Linked DNA regions of Mus musculus: region 1 is linked to region 2. The links are chromatin contacts, called in public promoter capture Hi-C maps. All regions are on one chromosome and are shown on one strand. The core of a region is the stretch at or near the end of the contact, and the rest is flanking DNA. Distances in the headings are between cores, read along the strand shown. Region 1 holds the start of Lncenc1 (long non-coding RNA, embryonic stem cells expressed 1). Region 2 holds the start of Tbca (tubulin cofactor A).

Region 1 (6,957 bases), core at 3,652-6,151, 2.6 Mb before region 2:
TGGGTGATGTTTGACTCTGGAACATAAACAAGTTTCGACTAGAGGACAGACAGTATGTAATCAATACTCCTTGGCTCCTGTCCAGGCCTGTCACGCCTGGCACTTACATCGCTGCAGATACCGGGGAGGGAAGATCGCACCACATTTAAAAGCAGATCAACAGATGTAGGGCTGGGGTGTCAGTGAGAGTCGGTTACAGGGCTGCTGAAAGTCTTTGTGAATCTCAAATAATGACAATATGGCAATCCTCGGGTGTGCTGGCAGATGGCCTCAGCCCCCACCCTGCCAGGAAAGCCAAGGCCAACCTTTCTCCCTCCCTCGGAACCTCATTTTCCAGTCTTGGTCAAGCCTCTGCTGCTCTTTGCCGCCCTCGGCTACCCACTCTGTGGTTCAGAAACTCCCTATGAGCCATACTGGAGGTTTCCCCTGAGCCTGCTGACCCACTGCTGCCTCCTGCCTCAACACTATTCTGCAACTGAGCTTTCCAGCTCCGTCCCTCTGAGCCCCTTGTTCTCCCTTCGCGATTTGCCTGGTGAATGCCTAATTAGCCCTCCAGGAAGCCTCAATACTCTCCCTCTTGTGTGACAAGAGCTGTGGCCTCCCCTCCCACGGGGCTCTTGACACACACGGTATTAGGCTCGCTGTTCACCTCTCCTCTCCCTTTGCAAGCTCCGGGACGGAGAGCTCTTTCGGAGCACCGGGAGCTCCTTTTATCTCCAACTCCTCTGCATTTAGCTCTTAGTAGACACCAATAAATATTTGCTGAGTGATTGAGAGAATCTTCAAGTCCTCCTTCTGGGAAAGAAAGAAAAACAGCCCGCCACTCTGCTGCCTTCTGAACTGTGCGCAGTCGCCACCCGCTTCACTTTCTCACCAACCTTCTCGTGGCCTGGCTGCCCACCTAACCCTGGCCCCAATCTAGCCACAGCAGAGCTGGCTTGTTTCCAGCCCACGTAGCCTCCCGTGCAGCAGCCGCTGATAGTTCCGCCATTGCAGCCCTCCGTGCTGCCTGCTGCCATCTCTGGTTTTATTGAGATGACTTCTCTGCCTCTTCCAGCTTTTTGCTCACCCTTTCCATCTCCTCAGTGTTCTCCATTCCCAGGCAGTTGGCTTTAGTAAGATAAAAGCTCAGGCCTCTCCCCCAGATGCCCACTGCAGGAGCCACACCGCGCTTCCAGCAACCTCCCAAGGCCAGTGTCTAAAACAAGACAAATGAGCAGATGTGTGCAGGACATCCAGCACTCAGACAGTTGTCATATGCTGGGGAAATTGTCATATGCTGGGGAAGCTGTCTCTCAGCTGGTCACCTCTGCACCCTCCCCTTAGATTCACTCTGGATTCCGATGCTACAGTAATATTCCAAAGAGAATGCTAATGCCAGAATTGTAGTCTTCAGCATGCCTTAGCTGGGTGTGGCGCACACCTTTAATCCCAGCATTCTGGAGGCAGAGGCAGGCACATCTCTGAGTTCCAGGCCAGCCTGGTCTACAGAGAAAGTTCCAGGACAGCCAGGACTGCACAGCGAAAGCCTGTGTCCAAAGAAAACACCCAAATTACTAACCAACCAATAAAAAAATTCCTCATCCTTGTGAAGTAAAATTTCTATCTTCATCCATCTCCACAGAGGGCCACACAGAGAAACCCTGTCTTAGAAAACCAAAACCAAAACCAAAACAAACAAAACCCCCACTGTTGTCCAGTTCTTCAGCTTAAAGCTCCATTTCTCTGGGAATAGGTTTTGGTCTTCATAAAACTGTGTTCATTTTATAAGGAAGCAATGCTACCTTTTGTGCTGTTTGTTTCAATATCTCACTGATAAAAATGACTGTAAATTGCTCACATTTTGTTTTGTGGGGAACTGTATTATCCAGTTGTCTGTTGTTCTGGGCTTTAATAAGAGACCAATAGGACTCTGCCTTGTTAAGACATTGAATACAGAGCTGACCACCATTCACAGCTTTAGAAGGCTGGAACAGAGCAGAAAAACAAATAATTGTTGTAAAGATCTTCTGTTTGAGATCTAGCACTGTTTGTTTATTTTGTTTGTATTTGTTTTGTTGTTTGTTTGCTGTGGGTTTTTGTTTGTTTTGTTGTTGTTGCTGTTGCAGTTGTTTATTAGTTGGTGGGTTGGTTGGTTGGTTTGGTTTGGTTTGGTTGGCGTCTTTGTTTTGTGTTTTGAGGTAAGCTCTCCTTAGAGCACTCAAGCCAGCCTTGAACTTGCCTTAGCCAACAGAAGGCTGGCAGGCAAGCACATGCCACTGTACTAAGCAGCCCTGTTTCTTTTAAATAAAATGTGTGTCCCTATAATTCCAAGAGCTCCAAGAACACTTTTCTGCCTGTTCTATATCTGAAAATGCTGCATTTCAGAAGTAAGATCTCCCTGGCTCCGAGGTCCATGAAGAGAATGGAAGTCCAGATAACTCCAAGTTTTCCTGTTCATTCACACTTCCGATGTCTTAATAATTGCTTGCCATTAGTTTGTCTTTAGTTTTATAGACACATGCGCACTGATAATGCCTGTCATCAAAGGCACATATACATACACACACAGTAAGGCAGGCAATTAATCATGATCTCCCCCAAGACCTTATTTTACAGTCAGGAGCCAATTGTCAGCACACATGTTCCTAAATAAACTGACACACATACCAGCTAACAGATTAATTCACATGGAGAAGGCACCGTGGGAAGAAAACCAGTGTTCCCAGATTGCTCAAGCAGGTGCTCTCCCTATTAACATAAAGACCAGTGCTCCCAGCTCTAACCCCCTGGGAACCCTGCCTAAAATCACTATTTCTAATGCACTTGATGCCAGAATCGTTCTGCAAACCGAGAATTTGATTTATACAACCAGAATAGCACTGCTCAGGAAAAAACAGATAGGCTATTGAATCTGGGGGAGGGGGGAGTTCATTTTGGTCTCACACTTGACTCCTTATTTGTTTGATATTCACTATCTATCCCAGACATGCCTTAAACTAGAGATCAGCTCCCCTCCCAGCAGCCCCTCCCCCCACTGCCTCCCAAGTGCTGGGACTGCAGGTGTGTGCTCCCTGACTTTTCAATAGAAGGTAACCCTAAAGGAATACTTCATGTTTCCATATTTTTTTTTTGCAGATGTTGTTCTCAGTCGGGGCTCACAAGCTCTAACGTGATGAATCCCTTGGACACCGACATCTCCTGTGATGAATCTGCTCAGGAGAGAAGCTTGTGCCCTGCTCACTGCCTGGCATGCGCCTTTAGTGGAGAGAATTTTGTTAGCCTTCTTGTCTCTTTTAAGCTAGCTAGTCCTAACGTGGCCAGTCCTCCAAAGCTCAGGCGCTCCATACCTTATGGGCAGAAGAGATTGTTATTGCTTGCACTGAGCTTCACAAAGGAAATCTTTTAGTACATACTTCACCAGTCGGCCTTCCTCAGAACTGAAATGCAAAGACAGAATGGAGGAGTTGGACAGAAGGTTGCAAACATTTACATGACAAACTAGCCTCTCAGAATCCACCAGGGGAACCAGTCACCAGTATTCTAGTACTTTCCTGTCATCTACAAAAATCACTCACAGTCTTTACTAAATACGATTTATAAAAAATGGCCCCTGCAGCTGCCGCAGATATCTCCTAGGCCGGCAGAGATGGGAGGGCGGGACTCGGCTAGAGCTAGAATCCTTGCGGTCTCCGGGCTACGACCAGGCAACAGCTTTCCCAGGACGATCCTAGGAAGAAGGCAGGATGCTCCCCTGGGGAGTTCCGGGGGGCAGGGGAGCTCTGCCTGGACCTAGAGATGGCTGCATCCCAGCAGGGTGGTGACCTTTTGTTTCTACTGGTTTTCAAAGACACCAAGGTTTTGTTCTTAATTCACACGCGCGTGCGCGCGCACACGGGAGAGAGGGAAGGGGGCGGGGAAGAAGGAGTGAGAGAGAAGAGAGAATTAGGACCCAACTAATCCAGCAACAAGCTTGTCCTGGCACCTTGAGAGGTTAACCAATTTCACTCTCCTGTAACTGGAGCGAAGCCTTTCTTTTCTCCCTGAGGGGGACAGAACAGGGTCCCCTCTCTGCAGCCCCCACCCCACCCCCCAGAGACTCAGCTTTCCTGAACAATAACCCAACTGTCTGGACAGGATGGGAAACTGTCTCAGTGAGTTGGGAGCCCACCCTTGTACAAACCCAGACATGCACAAAAAGTTCCGCGTTTCACCGCAGGAAGTGAGGACGGTGGCTTCAGGCATCATTAATCATTTTGAAGCGATTATTCTTAAAAGGGAGTGAAAAAAAAATACAAAGATGCAGCTTGAGTTAGTCATGCCCAATAAAAATCAGCACTTCTCCAAATCGTATTTCCCTGAATCCATGTGGAACGTTTAAGAGCACTCTCCACTGACAAGAGTCCAGACCAGATAGGGAGTCTGTTTCCTCTGTAATTAGAACTCCCTCAAATACTTGGGACCTGACAGGGCTAGATAGGGAAGGGCGCGTGGGGTAGCGGCGAAGCTTTATTTCCTCTGCCTTCCAGCCCAGGAATGCACAACACATTTTAACAAGAAGATAAAGCAAGAACAATTTAGGGTTTTGCGTCCTCGGGGAATCTTTTTTACACCCCCCCCCCAATTGAAATTCCGTAAAACAAAGCTAAGAACAATCCTGCTTTGTCTCCTAATTGAGCTAGGGAACTGTGAAATCCCCTACCCCACCCCCATCACCTCACCAGGCCCCGAGCCCAGCAGGCAGGGGCCGGGAAAGCAGTAATTCCCAAGATTGCCTGCCCCATGGGGTGGGTGCTTACAGAGCAGGTCCATCCTGAGCGGTCATTCAAATCTGCTCACCCTTACAGGAAACACGCCCCGGTCCAGGCCTTTGAAGTAACAGTGTGTCACCAGCAGAAGGAAAGTGATCGCTAGAAAATGAAATCTACTCCATCCTTTCAAAGACATTGCATTTCCTGTGATTCCTGGGTCCAGAGGAAATGCACTCGATGAAATTGAATTAATTTTTTTTTTCCTCCTGAAGTCACCTGGTCTGCCAGAAGCCTCTCTCATCAGTTCCCTCTCACTGAGCCATTGGCCGAGTCCCCAATTTATTCATTTATTTCTTAATCGAGATATCTAGAGCAGAAATCACAGGATATATGTAGAAAACTGCCCCCCTCTTACCATGGCTCCCTCCTCACTCCTGCAGACACTTCACAGGTAAGTGAGCCTAGGGGCTGATGCCACAACCTTCCTCTCCATCCCCCGGGACCATGTTTGTCTATTTTGTTGGTCAGATTTGATTATTATTTGTCATTTTTCTCCTAGCTTAGCCCCCCCCCCCACACACAGAGTTTTTGTACAGTCCCAGGAAGACCCTTAAAAATGTGCTGAGTCACACTGACTTCTAGGAGTTTCAGGGAGGAGCAGGTATCTATCTGTAACCCTGTAGACTGATATTAAAGAGCCTAAGCCGGGTAACCCGAGTGTCCACAGGGGCATGCGGGGCAGCCTGGGGTATTCAGTCAGAGCCAAAACAGGGCAAAGACGTTTGGAAGATGGGATGTAAATGTTCATTTAGGCCGAAAGATGGTGTCCTGCAGTGCAATTAGGACCCAGCCTGGGAAGTCAATGCCCCAGCGGCTAGAGGAGAGAGCTGAAAAAGGAAACCCGCAGCAGAGATGGCAGATGGGTAAAGAGTTACATCATCCAGAGAGGGCAGTCAGGTAAGGAAGAATTTTAAGGATATCAGAAAGACTAGATTGGAAATGGATGTTAATATGAATAGTGTTCAATGGATAAAGATAAATACAAAACTAAGCATTACTCTGTGTTGGTTTTCAGACCGTGGACAAAGCGTTGAGGTGCATATTTAACATACCAAAGTGGATCTGGCCTTCAGGTTCTCCCAGCATCCTTCAGTCTCAACCTGGGTCTCTACCTACCCTCTACATATCCTCTACACATTCCGCTGGCATATCTCCCTCCCTTCTGTCTCCCTCCCCACGGTGACTTTCCTGGCCTCTATCCTTGGGATCGGTGAACTCACTAACCCAGGAAAGGTTTTCCAATAACCTGCCTTTAGATATACTCTAATCTGGCTTAATTTGGCTCGTTTCATGAAATAACTTTTGCTTGTTTGTTTGTTTGTTTGTTTGTTTGTTTTTCGAGACAGGGTTTCTCTGTGTAGCCCTGGTTGTCCTGGAACTCACTCTGTAGAGCAGGCTGGCCTCAAACTCAGAAATCCACCTGCCTATGCCTCCTAAGTGCTGGGGAAATAACTTATTGCTCTGTAATGAAGTATTTAGGAAAAAGGGATGCTAAAGGGTGATATTTTCAAAGTTTCATGTATCCCAGGCTGGCCTCATACCCACTGTGTTGGATCTTGGGACATCTTTGAAGTTCTGACCCTCTTTCTCCTGCTTCTTGGGTGCTGGGATTGCAGGCACATCCTAGTATACCATACATTTGTGATGGATCTAAGTGGAGGTCTTCATCTGTGCTGGCAAGGACTCTCCCAGTGGAGCCGCATCCCTGGCCCCCAGACACTGACTTTTCAGTACCATCCTCTATTCCAGGAAACCAGAGCCTCCTGAACAAACAACTGAATCCAAAACAGAAACTTAGAAAAAGTCAGATGAAGATACTATCTTGCTATGCCAAAAAGGATGCGCTCAAGAAGAAAGATAGAGATGTTAAAGGAACAAACATCAGCCTGACTGAACTCCCACTGGCCACTGAAGGACAATATGAGCATCAAAAAATCATACTATTAGTAGATGAAAATTCGTTGGATGAAATGGGCAACTATGAATTCATTCTGAAGCCAGAAACCGATTGGAAGCTTGATGCAGGGCAAGATCGGGGTAGGGGGATGGGAGTGGGAGAGCAAGAGCCTTCCCTGCTAAATGCTTAACAGATTCAGGAGAGAAAAGAATGGCTTTTAGCTAAGGAAGCCTAGCAGACAGGAAGCTAAAGGAGTGGTCACCAGGAATG
Region 2 (6,752 bases), core at 1,543-4,042:
ACAAAATAGTAACTATGACACCAGCTAAATACTTCCCCTGAAACTCTCTTTTACTTCCATTTAGAATACAAGTTGGGTTACCTCATCTCACGTTAGACTGCCTTCACCATTTCACCTGAACAAGCAGACAGCCATCTTGTACTCACTGCGTTATCTCCCTGATACCAACCATCATTTATTTAACTGCCTATTTCCATACGCTTAACTCTCAATCTCTGTTCAGGCGCCATCCTAACTCCACAACTGGGGACTTGTGAATCACAAGTGCTGTAGGTGAGTAACTTCACAGCCTAACGTATCCAATGGCCTCCAGGACAAAAGCCTGCAGTATAAATCCCAGTGGCTCTCAACTGTGAGGAAAAACTAAATGACCCAGAGTCCTACATGGTAGAGAGAGTGAACTCCTGAAGACTGTCCTCTGACTTCCATACCTGTGCTTTGGCATAGGCACCCCCCACCCCATACAGAGTAAATAAATAAATGCAAGTTTTATAAAATACAACAAACCCAATGAGCAGAAAGAATCCCTTTCATAAAACCAAGAACATTCTTGAATCATGAAACTAAGAAGTCTTTGGAACTAAATCTGGAGAAGGAAAAGCAGCACGCCCTTTAAGCTCTTGGGCCCAAGATCATTCTTCCCCAACAATTAATGTCTGCCTCATTTATGCTCCCCTTTGGATGAGATAAAATGTAGAATTCCGCCTTAGTCTATTAACACAGAAGACAATCACAGTAAAATAAGTTTTCAGGAAAAAATAAAGAAGTAATGTTTATGGATGTAGATATTATACAGCAAGATAAAATGCAGGTAATCAACAAGTGAAATACAAATTTTAAGTTTAAAAGTGTATGTCCCTGTTTTACAGTATGCAAGAAGAAATGCTACACCTCATGTCAACAAAGGGCCAGGGAAGATGCGTATGATACACATTCATTTAATAAGCAACTTGAGATTATGGTAAATTATGAGTTTCATGAAAATTATTAACTTATTGAAATATGAATACCAAAAGTAAACTTTGATAATGTCCTATTAATCTACCCAGAAAACTTTATCTACTTCTGTGCAGTTTATGTAGGCATCTGAGAATTTGTCAATGTCTCACAAGCTAGTTCTTAATTACTTAAAGGACGTTTCTCTAGCATATGTATGGTTAGGCTATAACTACTTGAACTAAATAAATTTATAGAATAGATCAAGAGGGTGATAAAATCAACAACATATTAATGGGAAAACATTTAGAAATGTTTTCTCATGATATTTACTTTAAAGCAGTCTCTTATACCTCCGGGTTCTTTTCTGCAAAATAGACAATATGCTAAAGGAAATGACACAGCCAAGGAAAGTCTGGCAAAAGAGAAGAAACGTGTGGGCTGAGGGACAGCGCGGATTACTTACTGTATGCTATAGATCTCATATTCCCCTCCTGTGTTATCACACAGTCTAATGCTCTATCACCGCATCCCAGCTGGAGCCAGGATCCTTGTTTCATTTGCTTGCTCTGCTACTAACCTGAAGTGTGACTTCAGCCACATTCTGAAAACTGCACTCATAAACATGTACTGAGCAAAACCTATATGGTGTATCTTATTTATTTGAATCACACTGTATCAAAAATGTAGCAGGTATTTCTTCCAAAAACTGAATTCAGGGAGAATTTGGACTCTATCTTCCAAATTCAGTAAGAAGAGGCACAGTACAACGATGAAATATGTTCCAGAATACATAAAACCAGATTTGAAGTCAGGCACAATTCAGAACCGACTGTCTATCCCCCCCACCTTCACCCCCGCCCCGCCCCCCTACCATACCCTAGCTGCCTTTGTAATAAAAGCTTCCAAAGTACCGTTCGAAGTACTAAAACTCGGGCAGTATCTCTAAAAGTGATTCTCTCCTCTATGGGTTGACCTCCCTCTGATGGAATATCAATAAACGGTGGAGAGATGGAGCAACAGGAAAAAAAGCTATTTCCCCTGCAGAACGATCTGCTTCGTAAGGAGGCTGTGTATCTTTTCCCTTGGAATGTTTCGGTATGATCAGCTTGGGTCTGAACAAAACTAGTTCTAATGAGCACTGCAATATGTACAGTCGGGAGTCAAGGCAAGTCACAAGACTGGCCTGGCCTATTCCTGGGAGGCAGCAGCCCACAGCTCCGGGGCGAGCTTCGGGGAAGAAGTTTGCAGAGGTGCTCACGTTCAAGCCCCAGTTCCCAAACTCTGGAAGTGAGCCATGTCAGAGGCCAGGGCCCCGCCATTGTGTATTCTGAGTGAGGCCCATGATCTCAGCGTCCCTTAAACTTGAGCGCTGTCCAGTCCACCTGAGGCCAGGCCAGGGCGGACTCCGCCTCCCTACTGCAAAGTTCAGGGAGCCGGCGCCCCGCACGCACAGGCCGAGGCCCTCCAGGCACAGGTCGCCCTCCTCTTCCTCCTCCTCCCGGCCTACGAGCGCGGAGGACGCCTCCGAGCCTCGCACGGAAGGCGGCCAGGCCAGCGCCGAGGTCGCGCCGAGCCCTGCACGGAGGGCGGCAGGGCCAGCGCCGAGGGCGGCTCCCTGCCAGCGCCAGCCTAGGCGTGTGCGGGCCCCTCGCATCCCGCCCGCCGAGGCCTGGAAGCCGCGCCCGCATCGGGCCTACGCTCCGCCCGGCTTCCCCGGCGGTGAGAAGGGAAGAGCGAGCGTCAGCCGCGGAGCCGCCGGCCGTTCCTTACCGCCTCACTACTCCGGTCTTGATCTTGATCTGCCTCACGCGAGGATCGGCCATGGTCCCTAAGGCGCCGCAGGAAGGAGAGGCGGGGCTGCGCGGCGCGCCGGCGCAGAAGGGGCGGTGGAGTGGGCGTGGAGCCCAGAGTGCGCGCATGCGTACCTGGAGAGCCCGACCCCGCCTCGCCTCCCGACTCTTACCTGGAATCCTTGCATCTAGACTGCTGGTACCTAGAGCTGGAGACTCTCAAAGCCCTATACCAGCTGCTTCTCCCTGGTGCTTGGACAGGATTTGTACACAAGCTGCACTTTTATTTTCTCAGTCTCCATAGCCTGAGTTAAGAAACTTTCTGTTCCTGAGAAAGTGAACAGGATTAGCTGCTTAATGGACAGTGTGACTTAGAAACTATTAACAAGGATAATTTTTGTTTTCACTGTCTGTTGTCAAATGGAGAAAGAGATCTGTGTTTGATGAAATAAAATACCATAATGCAGACAGTCAAAAGAAATTTTTAATTTTAATTTAATTTTTTTTTTTACATTCCAATCCATGCCCCCTCTTCCGGTTCCCTTTCTCCATATAGTCCCTTCCCTTTCCAGAGTGTTACTTATGTAAATTGTCTTGTGATGTTTGAGTTTATGGAGAGAGGACTCTGGGAGTAAGGAGGTTCCTCTTGTCCTAAATTTTAGCAAGTTTGTTTCAAGTGTCCAGCAAGACTCCCCGTCCTGAGACATGCTGGCCCCCTACCCCTGAGACAGGGAGAAAACAGTACAGCATTGCACCTTCTTGGCCTAGAGGGGAGCAGCCCTTTCCTCCTAGCCTGATGGCCTGAGACCAATCTGCAGGACTCAAAAGTGGTAGAGTGTAAGAACCAGCTCTCGCAAGTTGTCCTTTGACCTCTGCAAGTTCACTGTGGCTTGCAAATATACACAGAAGTGTATGAAATAAACGCTTGGTTTTTGTTTTTTAAGTTGTGTAAAAGTATGCCTACACTGGCAACAAAATGGCAGAATCCCATCCACAGAGAGAATCTCTGACTGGGGGACTCCGAGGGACTTCTCCAGTGCTTTGTGCAGGGTGTTGTAAGAACCTGTTTCGATGGTGTCATCTATCCGCTCCCTGCTATTTATTTGTTCATCTCCTTTTTCTTGCTACACACTTAATGGACTCAGTCATTTGAGAGCAAATGACTAGCCACCTATCTCACATGTGGAGTTCTATCCTTTAGCGAACACAGGACCCCGGCACTCAACCTCCTTGAAGAGCCCTAAGAAATAATGCCCACGTCACGTGACAGGTGTATAGAGGGTGGCATTCAGCACAATGCCTAAACACAGCAGACATGGGACAACTTTTGACTCCACCATATTTTCCAAGATACAATTTGCATAGAACAAGGCACCCTGAACTGTGTTCTAGAGTCTCTTCCTGTTGAAGCACCCCTACAACCCCCAAGGAATTGAGGCATGGCCTCCATTGCGTCCTCATTTCTTGGTTCTGTTCTTCACTTGATGCTCTTGGCCTCTCCTGACCCTTAGTTCAGTTCTCATCTTCATGGCTGGCTCTGGAACATCCTTCAGTCTTGTCAGAGCAGAGCTCCAGGTATAAATCCAGTCTCAAAACCTAGCTCCCACGGAAAGACTCCCAATGCTGCCCCTGCCTGTGCAGTTCTCCAGGAATACATTGATCCCTTGCATTCTGTGTATATTTGTTTGAAAACAATTTGGTTTGAGTTCTTTACAAGGGCTGTTCCCACCCCTTTAGCTGCAGTATAAGCATGTTAAGAGGCAAGAATCCTGTCTTTCATAAACCTTTCTCTTAAATCTCCATCTGCGTGATCCACACAGCAGGTGCTAAATTCAATAAATACATTTCTCTAGCTGGCTGGCACACTGAACTACAATCCCAAGTGACACAGCAGAGCTGTGAAATGCAGAGGAGGGGACAAACACAGCAGCAGCAGAGTCACCAACGCAAAATGCTGTGAAGGTAATAGAAACTGCAAACCACACACCAGAGACAGTGTGCTCAGGCCTTCTGCCACTGCCCAAGCTCTTTTAGCCACCACAAGTAAAATCATTTGACTCACTACATCTTCCTTTTTTCCTTTTTGCCCAGATTTTCAGACATTCTGAGCTCAGTTTTGTGCTAATTGGCAGAAATTTCTTTTACACACACACACACACACACACACCAATTTTGTATCTGTCTTTCTTTTAGTTCTTGTCTATGCCTTAACTGGAAACCACTCACTAATGTATGTAATTAATTCAGCAGCCAACAGATACTGCTGCGCGTATCCAGTCCCAGGCCCTCTGGGACAGTTTGCATTTATCTATCTGTGTATTCTACATCACATTTGGGTGGCTGCAAGGTACCAACATGGAGTGTGGCAGCAGTAGGGAATTAGATGGCCTTGTCCCAGTTTCTTGAGCTCATAGTTTTAGTTAAGGATATGTATGTTTCGGGAGCCAGTCCAACCTGGGTCAAGTCCCAACTCCTCTTTTCACTAACTGTAACACTGAACAAGTTGCTTAACCACCTCTTAGCCTGGTGTCTTTATCTGTAAAAGGTAGAAGGTGGTAATAATACCAACCTCCTAAGGCTTTGACGGAGCTTAGCTCGGTGCTGGTGTTTATTCGAGCACTTATAACACGCTTGTGCCGTAAGTCATCTGGGGAAGAGGTCCTAAATTAGGAAGTGTGCTCACAGGAGGATACGAGCATAGAGCTGTGAGTGAGTGGGATCAACAGCAATAAGATCAGACTGAGCTGGAGTTTGATCATTTCATCTAGCAAAGACTATATGGTTAACTTAGTCACCACTGTACCACTGTATCTCAACATGTAGCCATGCCTGGCACATAGTAGGCACAATGTGTTAGGCCTTTCTCCTTCATTTTTTTCCCTTTTCTTTTTGACAAGGTATAGCTACATTGCCCAGCCTGCCCTTGAACACAGTATCCTCCTGCCTCAGCCTCATGAGTAGATGAGATTATAGGCAGGTGCCATTATGCCTGGCAATATACATTTCTTCAATAAATGAATAAGCTGCTTTGAAGAGCCTTTTGGTTTCTATTTAACCATATGTCACAGAGACTGCTCTCTCCAGCAAGATGATGACAGGGACAACCTGAAAGACCCTTCCCCTCCTCGCATACACTGGTCTTCCTCTCTGCTTTGCTCTGACAGACAGCTACAGAGACAGCTCAGAGGACAGAGTGATGCTGTATGCACACCAGGGCCTGAGCTCAGATTCCCCAGAACCCCTGTAAAAACCTAGCAAGGCCATGTGCTCATGTAACTCCAGCACTGAGATGGGGCAGATGGTACAGACTGGAGGATCCCCAAGACTCGATGGCCAGCCAGCCAGCCAGGCCAAAACATCAAACTCTAGGCTCAGTCTCAAAAAGAATATGGAAAGCAATCAAGGAAGAAACCCAGAGTCAGCCTTTGGCTTCTATATGTGCCTACACAGGAGAGTGCACCCATATATACTTGCACAAATATGTATGCATATACCATGTAGGCAGGCAGGCAGGCAGGCAGGCAGGCAGGCAGATAGGCAAAGAGATGGGGAGGAGAGATATGTGCAGAAGAGGCCAGAATTATCCATAAACCTTGTCAATTTTATGGACATCATGTCACCACTGATCAAAGAGCTTCTAGCACAGTGGTGACACTCAATAACCAGGCTGATATGGTGCCTTAGCTTACAGTATCACACAGCTCTATCTGCTCAGCCCTGAGGTGCTGGTCTTTGACTAGAATGACTAGAGTAGTAGGGGTGTGGGTACAAGCTGCAGCAGACAGCCTGTAGGGTGAATGACAAGGACTCCTGCCTCCTGGCACTTATGCCCTTGTGTGACCCTCACCCCATAAATATAGACATGTTGACTCAGTTATAACTACTAGTGTTTGGCAGAAGTGAGGAGAAGTTACCTTTTGCTATTAGATTTTAAAAATGGTTCTCGTTTTGGGTTACATTTTCTCAGTTTTCTTTCCATGGAGGACGTTCACCTGAAGCTCTTCAGCCATGTCTCTGTGGAGA

Evidence for each region. Promoter capture Hi-C pulls out the DNA fragments that hold promoters and counts their contacts.
Region 1: a promoter capture Hi-C map of liver shows a contact between it and region 2, with 4 times the contacts expected there. The contact joins the promoter of Lncenc1 here to the promoter of Tbca in region 2. A contact is called at or near these places in 2 of 39 promoter capture datasets (liver and pre-B cells).

Annotation. Positions count from the first base shown.
Region 1 is chr13:97,432,914-97,439,870 of GRCm38.p6, reverse strand. Lncenc1 (long non-coding RNA, embryonic stem cells expressed 1) reads right to left here and starts at 4,901. Exons shown (of 2, transcript NR_110432.1): 1 at 4,779-4,901.
Region 2 is chr13:94,784,960-94,791,711 of GRCm38.p6, reverse strand. Tbca (tubulin cofactor A) reads right to left here and starts at 2,792. Exons shown (of 4, transcript NM_009321.3): 1 at 2,710-2,792. The coding sequence starts at 2,762.